4 separate regions of the Mus musculus genome follow, and regions 1, 2 and 4 are each linked to region 3. Evidence: chromatin contacts called from public Hi-C and promoter capture Hi-C data. All regions are on one chromosome and are shown on one strand. Each heading gives the region's core, a stretch centred on a gene start, on an enhancer-like site or on the middle of the called end of the contact. The rest is flanking DNA. Distances are from core to core; before and after follow the strand shown.

Evidence for each region. Promoter capture Hi-C pulls out the DNA fragments that hold promoters and counts their contacts. A called contact is a pair of places that touch in the nucleus more often than the background predicts.
Region 1: a Hi-C map of B cells shows a contact between it and region 3, with 5 read pairs. The contact joins the promoter of Nipsnap2 here to the promoter of Gtf2ird2 in region 3.
Region 2: a contact with region 3 is called in a promoter capture Hi-C map of cranial neural crest. The contact joins the promoter of Zbed5 here to the promoter of Gtf2ird2 in region 3. A contact is called at or near these places in 2 of 39 promoter capture datasets (cranial neural crest and pre-B cells).
Region 4: a contact with region 3 is called in a Hi-C map of B cells, with 7 read pairs. The contact joins the promoter of Tyw1 here to the promoter of Gtf2ird2 in region 3. A contact is called at or near these places in 1 of 39 promoter capture datasets (pre-B cells) and 3 of 484 Hi-C or Micro-C datasets (B cells, the G1E-ER4 cell line and embryonic stem cells).

The regions. Positions count from the first base shown.
Region 1 is chr5:129,723,823-129,726,522 of GRCm38.p6, forward strand. It overlaps Nipsnap2 (nipsnap homolog 2), which reads left to right and starts at 1,253. Exons shown (of 10, transcript NM_008095.4): 1 at 1,253-1,399. The coding sequence starts at 1,323.
Region 2 is chr5:129,894,440-129,897,139 of GRCm38.p6, forward strand. It overlaps Zbed5 (zinc finger, BED type containing 5), which reads left to right and starts at 1,284. Exons shown (of 4, transcript NM_183088.2): 1 at 1,284-1,413. The coding sequence starts at 1,364.
Region 3 is chr5:134,182,624-134,185,323 of GRCm38.p6, forward strand. It overlaps Gtf2ird2 (GTF2I repeat domain containing 2), which reads left to right and starts at 1,415. Exons shown (of 16, transcript NM_053266.1): 1 at 1,415-1,635.
Region 4 is chr5:130,255,768-130,258,467 of GRCm38.p6, forward strand. It overlaps Tyw1 (tRNA-yW synthesizing protein 1 homolog (S. cerevisiae)), which reads left to right and starts at 1,270. Exons shown (of 16, transcript NM_001015876.2): 1 at 1,270-1,426. The coding sequence starts at 1,423.

The DNA.
Region 1 (2,700 bases), core at 3-2,502, 4.5 Mb before region 3:
ACGTGTGGCTTGTCCTTATGATTACACACCTAACTCCTGTGGTTCTTCTATACCCTCAGAGTATAAATCGTCTGATGCTCTGAATAAACGCTATTGCTTGAGACTTTAGTCCGCCTCGTTTTTAGGCTCCATTCTCCCAGGTTCAACCCCGACTCAAGAGCGGTAAACAGATTACCATCAGTTTGAGGCCGGACTGGGCGCCACATAAAGACCCTGTCTCAGCTAAGTTGAGAAATGAAGGATCTGTATAAAAAAGGCAGGGCTCACCGACGCTTGAAGAGGCCCTGCCCGCAGCAAGTCACATATCTGCCTCCCACAGTTGGGTCTACAGTTTTATGGACCGCTCTCAGCCTCATTCACATTCAAAGGAGTGCCTCTCCCAGTCTGAACCGCTCCTCCACCACCCACAAGACCAGACCCTGTCATTTGTCCAAATTCTTGTTAGAAAAACTGTACCCATGGGGCTGGAAAGATGGCTCAGCGATTAAGAGCACTGGCTGCTCTTCCCGGAGGACCTGGGGTTCAATTCCTAGCACCCACATGGCAGCTCACAACCTCCTGCAACTCCAATTGCCAGGGGCTCCACCCACACTCTCACACAGACATACATGCAGGCAAAACACTGATGATGCACATAGACTAGGAAGAGAAAAATTTAAAAGATAAAGAAAACCACAACTCCTGAGCTTCAAGATTACAGCTCCCATCCGTCTTCTAACTCAGAACCAGGAAGGCAGCCACCAATTGGAGAGTATCCTTCTCTTGGCCTCTGCATGTAACTGAGGCCCAGGCTGCTCCCTATTTCTCTGATTCCTCGGGATCTAGTTCTGCTTTTGCCTACTCTTATCTTGCTGAAGTTTATGCTTATATCCATAGCTCTTTTATTATCCTTACAGAATACACTTCCCCCTATACCAGTGGTTCTCGACTTTCCTGATGCTGCTAAAACTTTAACACGTTTCCTCATGTTTGTGGTGGCCCTCAACCATAAAATCAGACTCTGGATTCCCCACATGCACAGATCTACTCCTTTCCCGTGGATCTCCCCGTGTACATTCCAGGTTCCTTTCTCACTCGGACTTCAGAGACCCTGAACTCCCCTCGCGGGATCTACGGATATCTTCAGCAACTTCTTGGCACGCCCCCTGGCGGCAGCACTGAGGCGCCACGCTGCTCCCCCTAGCGGCCGCTCCCCTGCACTACAGCGGCCTAGCGCCCTGCCCCGCCCCGCCCCAGCCTGGTCGGCCCGGCCGGGGGAGGGGTCGCGGTAGCGGCGGCGTCAGCGACACCGAGGCGGTAGGAGCTTCAGGCTCCGGAGCAAGATGGCGGCGCGGGTGTTGCTCGCGCGAGGAGGCCTGCTGCGGCCAGCCGCCCAGAGCGGCTTCCTGCCGGGGCTCCGGTGAGCAGCGCCGCCCTTTCCGGGGCCCGGCCGGGGAGGGGCCGCCGTGGGGCGAAGGGCGCGGGGTCCCCGGGGCGGGCAGGGGACGCCGGGGGGCCGGCCTCCCGAGTCCCAGGCGACCGAGGGCTGGCGAGGCTGCGGCGCCTTCCCGGGCCCCCGTGGGGCTCAAGGTCACCGTCCTGCCGGCGCCGCCCTTGCCGGGGACGCCCGGGCTCGCGGGCCACGTCCGCCCTCAGCCTCTGCGCGCTGCGCCCCTCGCAGTAGCAATGCCTCGCCCCAGGTCGTGCAGAGAAGCAAAAGGATGGCTGGTCTCCCTGGGGAAGCTGTACCCCGGGGTCCCCAGTCGGGACAGCCCTTAAATTTGAAAGCGGAGTGGCAAAAAAAAAAAAAAAAAAAAGTAACCCACGGTGGCCAGCTGTAGTAGATGGCGGAGTTCGCTGTCGAAACTTTTTCTTTTTTCCTGACCTCCGCGGAGACTGTGCTCGGTGTGTCAACCTGTCACCTTGACATCCCCACGTTTAAATAACGAAAGGCCATCCGAATTTACCGACAGATTTGTTTTCCCTTCTTTTCTTCCTTTATATGCTTATTTGCTGTTTAAGCGGTTTGTAGGATTTATTTTTTTATTTTATGTGTATAAGTGTTTGCTTTCATGTGTGGCTAACACATAGGTGCCTGGGGCAGCCAGGAGAAGGTTTTGGATCCCCAACGACCCGGAGTTACAGAGGGTTGTGAGCCGCCATGTCGGGGCTGGGAATTGAATCTGAGTTCTCTTCTAGAGCGGCAAGTGTTCTTAACCCCTGAGCCATCTCTCCAGGCCCTATGTATGTATGTATGTATGTATGTATGTATGTATGTATGTATGTATGTATGTATTTTGAGACAAGATCTTACTACATATATTCCTGGCTGGCCTTGAACCTTCAGCAAACCTTTTGCTTCAGACTCCAAAGTTCTGCAGTTGCAGGTGTGCAGTTGCAGGCCAGCCTTGGCTAATTGAAATATTCCTTTTTTTTTTTTTTAAGATTTTTTTTAACCTCTGAGCTCTCTGCCACGTGTGTGTAATTGATTTTCTTCCACCATGTGGGTCTGGGAAATTGAATGTAGTTCATCAAACTTAGCAGCCAGTTTCTTTACCCCTTAAGCCATCTCACCAGCTCCAGAACTTGCCTTCAGATTTCTTTTGTTTGTGCGTATGTGTGGTTTTTACCTGCATCTATGTATGTGCACCGTGTGCATGCCTTGGGCCTTCAGGGACCAGAAGAAAGTCTCTGACCCTCTGAAGTACAGTTACAGAAATG
Region 2 (2,700 bases), core at 34-2,533, 4.3 Mb before region 3:
AACACTATACAACAAAGATATTGACAGAAATTAACCGAGAAATTAGAGAGTTAAGAATGACAATCCTACAAAATAGAGCTACCGTAGTCTTTCAGTTGATCACACATAATCTTGGATGTCAACAGTTCCCTGAAATGTGTTAACATATCAGATTTCTCTAACACCATCGATAACCTAATCGATAACTTACATTGAGAAATAATATCTCCAAGGCACATGTTGATTGGCCCTCCTGGCTAAGATGTTTCTCACCCTTCATTGGCCCCCTGATGGTTCTACTATCAATCATAATACTTGCGCTCTGTGTTTTTGGTGCAATATTAACCTAATCACCCTCCAGATACTCAATACCAGAATCCTGTTCCCCCGACTACAACATCAAGCAATGCTTGCTCTCTTGTCAAAGATTTGAAAGAGTTAATCAGGCCAAGATGAGACTATGAGACCATAAATCAAAGGGTGCAATGTGTCAAACCCATATACCTTCGAAATTAAGGACCACATTGTATTAAGTACCCATACCTTGCAAATTAAGGAACCCAGTGTGTTAAGCCCCTATACTTACGAAACTAGGGTTCTATCTAAGTTTGCTTCCTAAATCTGATGTAATCTGGGGGGGGGGGGGGAAAGACCTCATTTATATGATATATATCCTTGTCTTCCTGTTTCATTGTATTTTTCTAACAATCTCTAACAGTCAATACTCTAGGCCCTGTAAACATGCTTACATCTGTTTTCTATTAATCTTTTATCGCTCCGCCATAAAAGGAATCCCAAAAGGCCAGTAAGGGCCTGTTCTCTAAAATCCCAACTTAGGATAAAACAGCCGGATATCCAGTCCTGATGCTGGATGCACCTCTAAAATAAAGCTTGCTTTTGATTAGACAATAGAGTTTAGTCTTCATCCACTCAATTTTCAGGTTTAACACGTGTTAACACAGTGGGCGTGGCAGCACATGCGGGTAATTCACTTGAGATGCCAGTTCACTTGAGATGCTGAGGCAGAAGGGTCTCAAAATCAAAGGGCAGCCTGGCAGTGGAGGAATCCAGTGGTCCATCGAAAGAAAAAAACTAACCATACATCTCAGAACCGAAGGACAAGATTTGAGAGAGCAACCTCAGGAACTTCCCATTAGCTACAGCGCCTCGTCGCCAAGCAACTTCCCGGCGTGGTACGCAGTGGCACCGCATTGCCAGTTACTGATGTCTGGTTCGTCCAATAACTTTCAGCGATCGTGCTTCTCCTGGGCTCTAATTGGCTACGTGCGGAGGTTCCACCTCCCACCTTCCTCCCTCCTTGCTGGACGCCCGTGGGCGTTCCCGAGTTTGTTGTGTCTGGACGCTTAAGGTGCAGACACCGAGGATGCCACGTGGAAGCCGAATCCGCACTTCCCGCGTGACCCTTCTGGCCGGGTGAGACCCTCGGGACTGGGGACAAAGCGCGGGCGGCCAGGACGAGGTTCTGTAGCTTAAGAGCTGCGAAGCCGAGGGTGAGATGGAGGGAGCCGAAAGGGATCCGCTACCAGGGGAGGACTCCCGGAGAACGGGGACACGCTCTGTGCACTCCGGGAGAGGACTCTGAAATGTGACATTTTCCCTAGACAGGTTGGGGGAAGGGCTGTCGAGGGCATAGTCTAAGAGGAGGTGAGGAAAGAATGAATGGTGATAGGTGTCAAGCTCTTGGGGGTGTTTTTTTGTTTTGTTTTGTTTTGTTCTTACTGTGTTTTTGATTCTGTCAGGCTAGCTTTGGACTTCATAAGTCCTGGATAGCCTTCCTTGATTTTCCTGACTCTGCTTCTCTGGGGATGGGATTACAGAGTTTAAAGGTTTATAGAAGGGGGGAAAAAAAGGATAAAAGAAAATTACTCGTTATTTGTGTGTGGAGGTTCGAGAATTTTAGAATTCTCTCTTTCCACCTTTTGGGTCCAGGATAGCTAACCCTTAGTTGTAATTACGCTACTACAAGGGGTATCAACATTCCTAATGCTGCGATCCTTTTGTTGTTGTGGTGGTGACCCCTGATCATTAAAAAAAATTTTTTTTTTTGCTACATTGTAACTGTAATTTTGTAAGTTTGGTCTTAGGCGAGCCCTGTGAAAGGGTCCTGACCCACAAGTTGAGAACTGCTGCTCCATTGAGCCATCTCCTGTCCACACGAAGTAGGAAATTCTTGACAGCATCAAGATTCCAGATGTCCCATCTGGGAGCCTGTGTGAAGGTCACAGGGCACTTTATGGGAGTTGGTTGTTGATCTTTCTAAGGCTCAAACTCAGGTTGTCAGCAGTGGGTTGCAAGGACACTCTACTTCAGCACCAGCATCCCCCTCTCCCTCCCCCAGCCTGAAATGTTAATTCAGATGTTAACTAGGCTAGGGAGACCCCTTGGTCTAAACCTGTGGGTTGCTACTCCTTCGGCTCCAAAAAATGTTTACCTGATGGTTTATTTATTTATTAAATTTATTTATTGTTATATGGAAGTACACTGTAGCTGTCTTCAGACACACCAGAAGAGGGCGTCAGATCTCATTATGGGTGGTTGTGAGCCACCATGTGTTTGCTGGGATTTGAACTCCGGACCTTCGGAAGAGCAGTCAGTGCTCTTAACCGCTGAGCCATCTCGCCAGCCCACATGATGGTTTATAACAGTAGCAAGATTACAGTTTTGAAATAGAAGGGAAAATGATTTTATATTTGGTCACTA
Region 3 (2,700 bases), core at 165-2,664:
AACTTATTCTGTAGACCATGCTGGCCTTGAACTCTGAGATCCCCCTGCCTTTGCCTCCAGAGTGCTGGGATTAATGGCCTGTACTACCACCCAACACGGAAATGTTATTTAATAATCCTAAAACTAAGTAAGTCAAGGACTGAGGGCAGACAGCAGAGCTTGGAGACAGAAAGTAGGAAACGTCATGGCAATCTGAGAGTGGGAAGAAAGGAGATTGAGTGGGAGCCAGAACAGCCACCAAGCACTGTGCCCTAAAAGGCCACATTGCAAGGGTGAGTGACCTGATTTTGACAAGTAGCCAGAGCAAGAGATTTTCAGGCTGGACGAACACCATAGGATCTAGCAATCAGTGACCCACTTGTGACCTGGGAGGAAAGGATTTATTGGAGCCAGCTCAAGAACACGAGCAAATACAAACTATGTCGGAAGCTACACAGCCTTTCCTGATATGAACAAAGTGTTCTCATTTTATTTTGGGACAGGATCTTATATGTAGTCATGGCTGGCCTCAAACTCAGAGAGATTTGCCTATTTCTTCCTTGTGAATGCTAGTATTAATGGCATGTACACCAAGCAACAAATCTTTAAAAGTATTTTTTAAATATTTTATTTTTTTTAAGCGGGTGTGGGTGCATACAGAGGCCAAAGGATTCCAATCCTTTGGAAATGCGAGTTACAGGCACGTGTGCTGTGCTTGACACAGACACTGGTCTTCTGAAAGCACACTTATCAGCTCTTAACAGCTGAGCCACTGCTCCAACCCCCTTTCCAGTATATTTTAAAGCAAACAAACAAATAAAACTGGAACCCTTGTAAAGTGGGGCTGGAGGGATGGCTCCGTGGTTAAGAACACTTGATCAGTTCCCGCATCCATACCGTCTGAAACTCCTGGTCCAGGGGATACTGTGACCTCTTCTGGCCTCCCCGTGGTGCATATAAACAGGGTGGCAAAATACTTACAACAGATGGTGCTTTACGAATAGCTCCCGAGACATGCAGCCACGCAAACACAAGAACATAGAACTGACACAGGCACAAAAATTAGTTTTAAAGGAAATGCAATGTCCTAAAAGGTAGGTGGTGTGATGGCGCACGCCTTTAATCCCAGCACTCGGGAAGCAGAGGCAGTGGACTCTGAGTCCGAGGCCAGCCTGGTCTACAACGCAGGCTAGCCAGGGCTACAAGAAAAACTCTGTCGCGGGGGGTGGGGGGAGTGGGTGCCTGAGTAACACGTGGGGTGACCTCTCCGCTTCCACGTGCACGCACAACCACATTTTAAAATATCTCTATCTATCCAGAACGGCCATGCACATCCAGGGAAGGCGCGAAGCCACGTGCACGCCACGCAGCCCGGCCGGCGGCCTCGCGGAAGCCGTCCTGCAGCGCACCGGAAGTGGCCGTCCCCACCGGGGGTGCTTCGGCCACGCGCGGGAAGCCGACCTTCCTTCCAGGAAGCAAACAAAGACAAAAAATAAAATAAAAAAGAGGGAGAAAAAATAATAAAAACGAAAAACAGGAAGGGAGCGGAGAGGAGGCGCCCGCGGCCCCCGAGCTGCGGTCGCCGGCGCAGAGCCGCTGCGCACGCGCAAGCCAGGCTCCAGACCCCCGGCGCGGCCCGCAAAGCAGGGCCCTCAGGTGCGTATCCCGCCGCCGCTTCCCTCACAACTTCCGCTTCCGGGAGTCCCCGCCGGGGCAGAGCGATCTCTCGGGGTGCGTGGCGGGACCTTCGGGCGCCCGGTGGTCAGCGCCGACCCCCATTTTCCCTACCGCGATCGGGCCGTGAAGAGTGGGGGGCGGGGCGGGGAAGACGTGGGGTTAGGCGACTTTCGCACGCCAGGCGCGCACCAAAATCTCGCTTTCGATTGGTTGTGACGGGGCGAGGAGGCGGGGAAAGCTGCGCCCGGTGCGTGCCGAGGTCACGCGCCACCTGACGTACCTGCGCTGTGTTTAGAAACCCTTGATTGGTTAGGGGAAGGGGCGGGGCCATCGCGGTTGCCTAGCAACGGCGCTCTGGCTCCACCTTCGGCGGCTGGCTTTGCTTGTTGGCTCCAGGATTATGGGGGCGTTTGGTGTTTGTGGCAGCCAGTGGTTTAGGTCGATGAAGAGAACGGAAGAAAGGGCCCAGCCTCCAAAATGTGGCTTGTGTCTGGTCTGGTTGAGAGTACAAGGTGGCCTATGGCCATAACAACTAGTACAACAATCAAAAAAAAAATTTTTTTTTCCAGACAGGGTTTCTCTGTGTAGCCCTGGCTGTCCTGGAACTCACTCTGTAGACCAGGCTGGCCTCAAACTCAGAAATCCGCCTGCCTCTGCCTCCCAAGTGTTGGGATTGAAGGTGTGCGCCACCATCGCCTGGCTCAAAAAAATTTTAATTTATTTTAAAACGTTTAAAATGTTTAGTAACTTTAAAATTTAAAGTAAATTTTTACAAATTAAAATTCACTATAGTAATGTATTTAACCTATTGCACCCAAAACATTATTCTAGAATGTACTTATTTCAGCACAGAGAACCAGAATGAGCCGGCAACGGTGGCCTTCAAATGGATCTGAGAGTTCAAGGACTGCCTATATATAGCAAGTTCCAGGCCTGCTGGGGCTACACAGTGGGACCTTGTCACTAAATAAATTATAGCCGCTTTATTGAGATACAGGAAAACTCATCCTTTAAAATACAATGCAAGTCAGAAAAAGAATTCCT
Region 4 (2,700 bases), core at 20-2,519, 3.9 Mb before region 3:
AAGTACACTGTAGCTGTCCTCAGATACTCCAGAAAAGGCATCAGATTTCGTTACGGATGGTTGTGAGCCACCATGTGGTTGTTGGGATTTGAACTCGGGACCTTAGGAAGAGCAGTCGGCGCTCTTAACCACTGAGCCATCTCGCCAGCCCTATTTTTTTTTTTTTAAGATTTACTTTTTAAAAGATTTATTTATTTATTTTATGTATATGAATACACGGTAGCTGTCTTCAAACGCACCAGAAGAGGGCATCAGATCCTATTACAGATGGTTGTGAGCTACCATGTGGTCCTGGGAATTGAACTCAGGACCTTTGGAAGAGCAGTCAGTGATATATATACACACATATATGTGTGTATATGTACACACATATATACACACACACATATATATATCTTTTTTTTTTTTTTTTTGAGACAGGGTTTCTCTGTGTAGCCCTGGCTGTTCTGGGACTCACTCTGTAGACCAGGCTGGCCTCGAACTCAGAAATCCGCCTGCCTCTGCCTCTCGAGTGCTGGGATTAAAATCGTGCGCCACCACGCCCGGCTATAACTTTTAAAAGAAGTAAATAAAAACTCTCTTGGCTTAGTCACCTATGCACATGGGAGTCAGAGGCAGGCTAATTGCGTTGTAAATTCGAAGCCATTTTGTTTTATATAGGCGAGTTACAGGCCATCCAGAGCTACACAGTGAGACTCTTTCTCCAAATAGTAGCTATCCTGAATCTCGTGATCATTTTGTTTCAGCCTCAAGAGCGCTGAAATACAGGTCTGTGTCATCAAGCTGAATTCCTTTTTTCCATTTATTGACTGATTGATTGAGGCAAGGTCTCTTTATAGCCCTGGCATACGTAGTCCTGGAGCTCACTACGCGGCGGAACAAGCTGTCCATTAACTAGGAACTCCCAGAGATCCGTCTGCCTGTGCCTCTGGAGTGCTAGGATTAATGGTCAGTCAGCAGCATGCCAGGTTGTCATTTATTTCTTGATAGTACTGCCCTCTGTCCTGCCCTTTCCCCTTCTGAGCCGAAGCGAGAAATAACAGTGGAGCAGGAAGCTCGCTTGCTTTTGCATCTCCCGCTCTGGACCGCGTTTCCCACAGGCCCGCCCCTTTCCACTCTGAGCCAATCCGAGAAGTACAGGAAGTGCTCTAGCATCTTTCCCAGGTTTAGAAGTGATGGCTTCTCTCTGGTCCCGCCTCTTTTCTATTTGAGCCTATCAGAGAGGAAGTTAGAGCTTCCGCTAGCTCCTTTTTTTTTTTTTTTTTTTCCTTCTGGGCCCGCCTCTGTCCCCTGCAGCCAACGCGGGCAGGTCTGCCGACTGCATGCATGGCTTCCCTGTCCCTGTAAACTCAATCCTCCTGTTCGCTGTCCCTCTCTCTTTGCGTTTGCCGGTTGACTTGCGTAGCTCGGGCCCCGCGGAGGATGGGTGAGTCTGGGCTGGCCAGGGTCTCGGGCGGGCAGAAGGCAACAGATTCCCCCTCCACCGAGGGCCTTAGGTTGCTACACTTGATGTGTTACTGTTTGTTTTTACTGTATCTTATTTTTTCTTCTTTCCTTTTATTTCTGTTTTCCTTTTAAAAGGGCCGTTTTATGTATCCCAAGTTAACTCAGAACTCACAGTGTAAGCTCAGGAAAATTTGGGACTCACTGTGTAGCCCCTGTGTGGATCTCAGCTTGTATAGCAACTAGTTCGGCATTCAGTGGATAGCCGAGGCTCACCTGGAACTCACTACCCAGGGGGATTAGGAAATTGCTCTGTAGTCTAAGCTGGCCTGGAACTCGGATGTAGCCCGGGTTAGTTTTAAAAAATAACGGGGGCTGGAGAGATGGCTCGGCGATTGAGAGCACTGTCTGCTCTTCCAGAGGTCCTGAGTTCAATTCCCAGCAACCACATTGTGGCTCACAGCCATCTGTATTGAGATCTGATGCCCTCTTCTGATGTGTCTGAAGACAGCTACAGTGTACTCATATACATTAAATAAATAATTAAAAAAAATTAACGGTGTTCCTCCCACCTCAGCCTAACTGAACGCACATATTAGCAGGAGGCTGTCGCTCCTGGGAGCTCTTAACTAGGTTTTTCCCTTTCTGAGCCTAAGGACCACGTTTCGATGGAAGTTGGTCTAACCTCAGGGGCGTCTGATGGTGGTAGCTCCTTATCCATGTTTTGGGACTTCTGGGTCTATTAAACAGCACCTGTAAACAATAAATTTCACCGGGCTGTGGTGGTGCACGCCTTTAATCCCAGCACTTGGGAGGCAGAGGCAGGCGGACTTCTGACAAGGCCAGCCTGGTCTACACAGAGAAACCCTGTCTCGAAAAACCAAACCAAACCAAACAAAACAAAACAAAACAAAAAAAAAAAACAAAACAAAACCAAAACCAAAAAAAAAAACCCAAAAAAACCAAAAACCAAACAAAAAACCAAAAACCAACAAAACAACAACAACAAAAAAACCCCAATAAATTTTAGATTTCAAGTCCTGTGAAAAAAATCTTCACCTTCTGTGTTTAAGGCTCTGGTTGAACACAAGTCAAGCTTGCGCTGGTGAAGTTGATTTGTGGTTAAAAACACTTGCTACTTTTCAGGAGGACTGGGCTTCACCTCTGGCCTCCAAGGTTCATCACGCCTCCATGTAACTGGAAGTAATACAAATAAACCCTTTTTAATGGTGGCACCTGCCTTTACTCCAAACACTT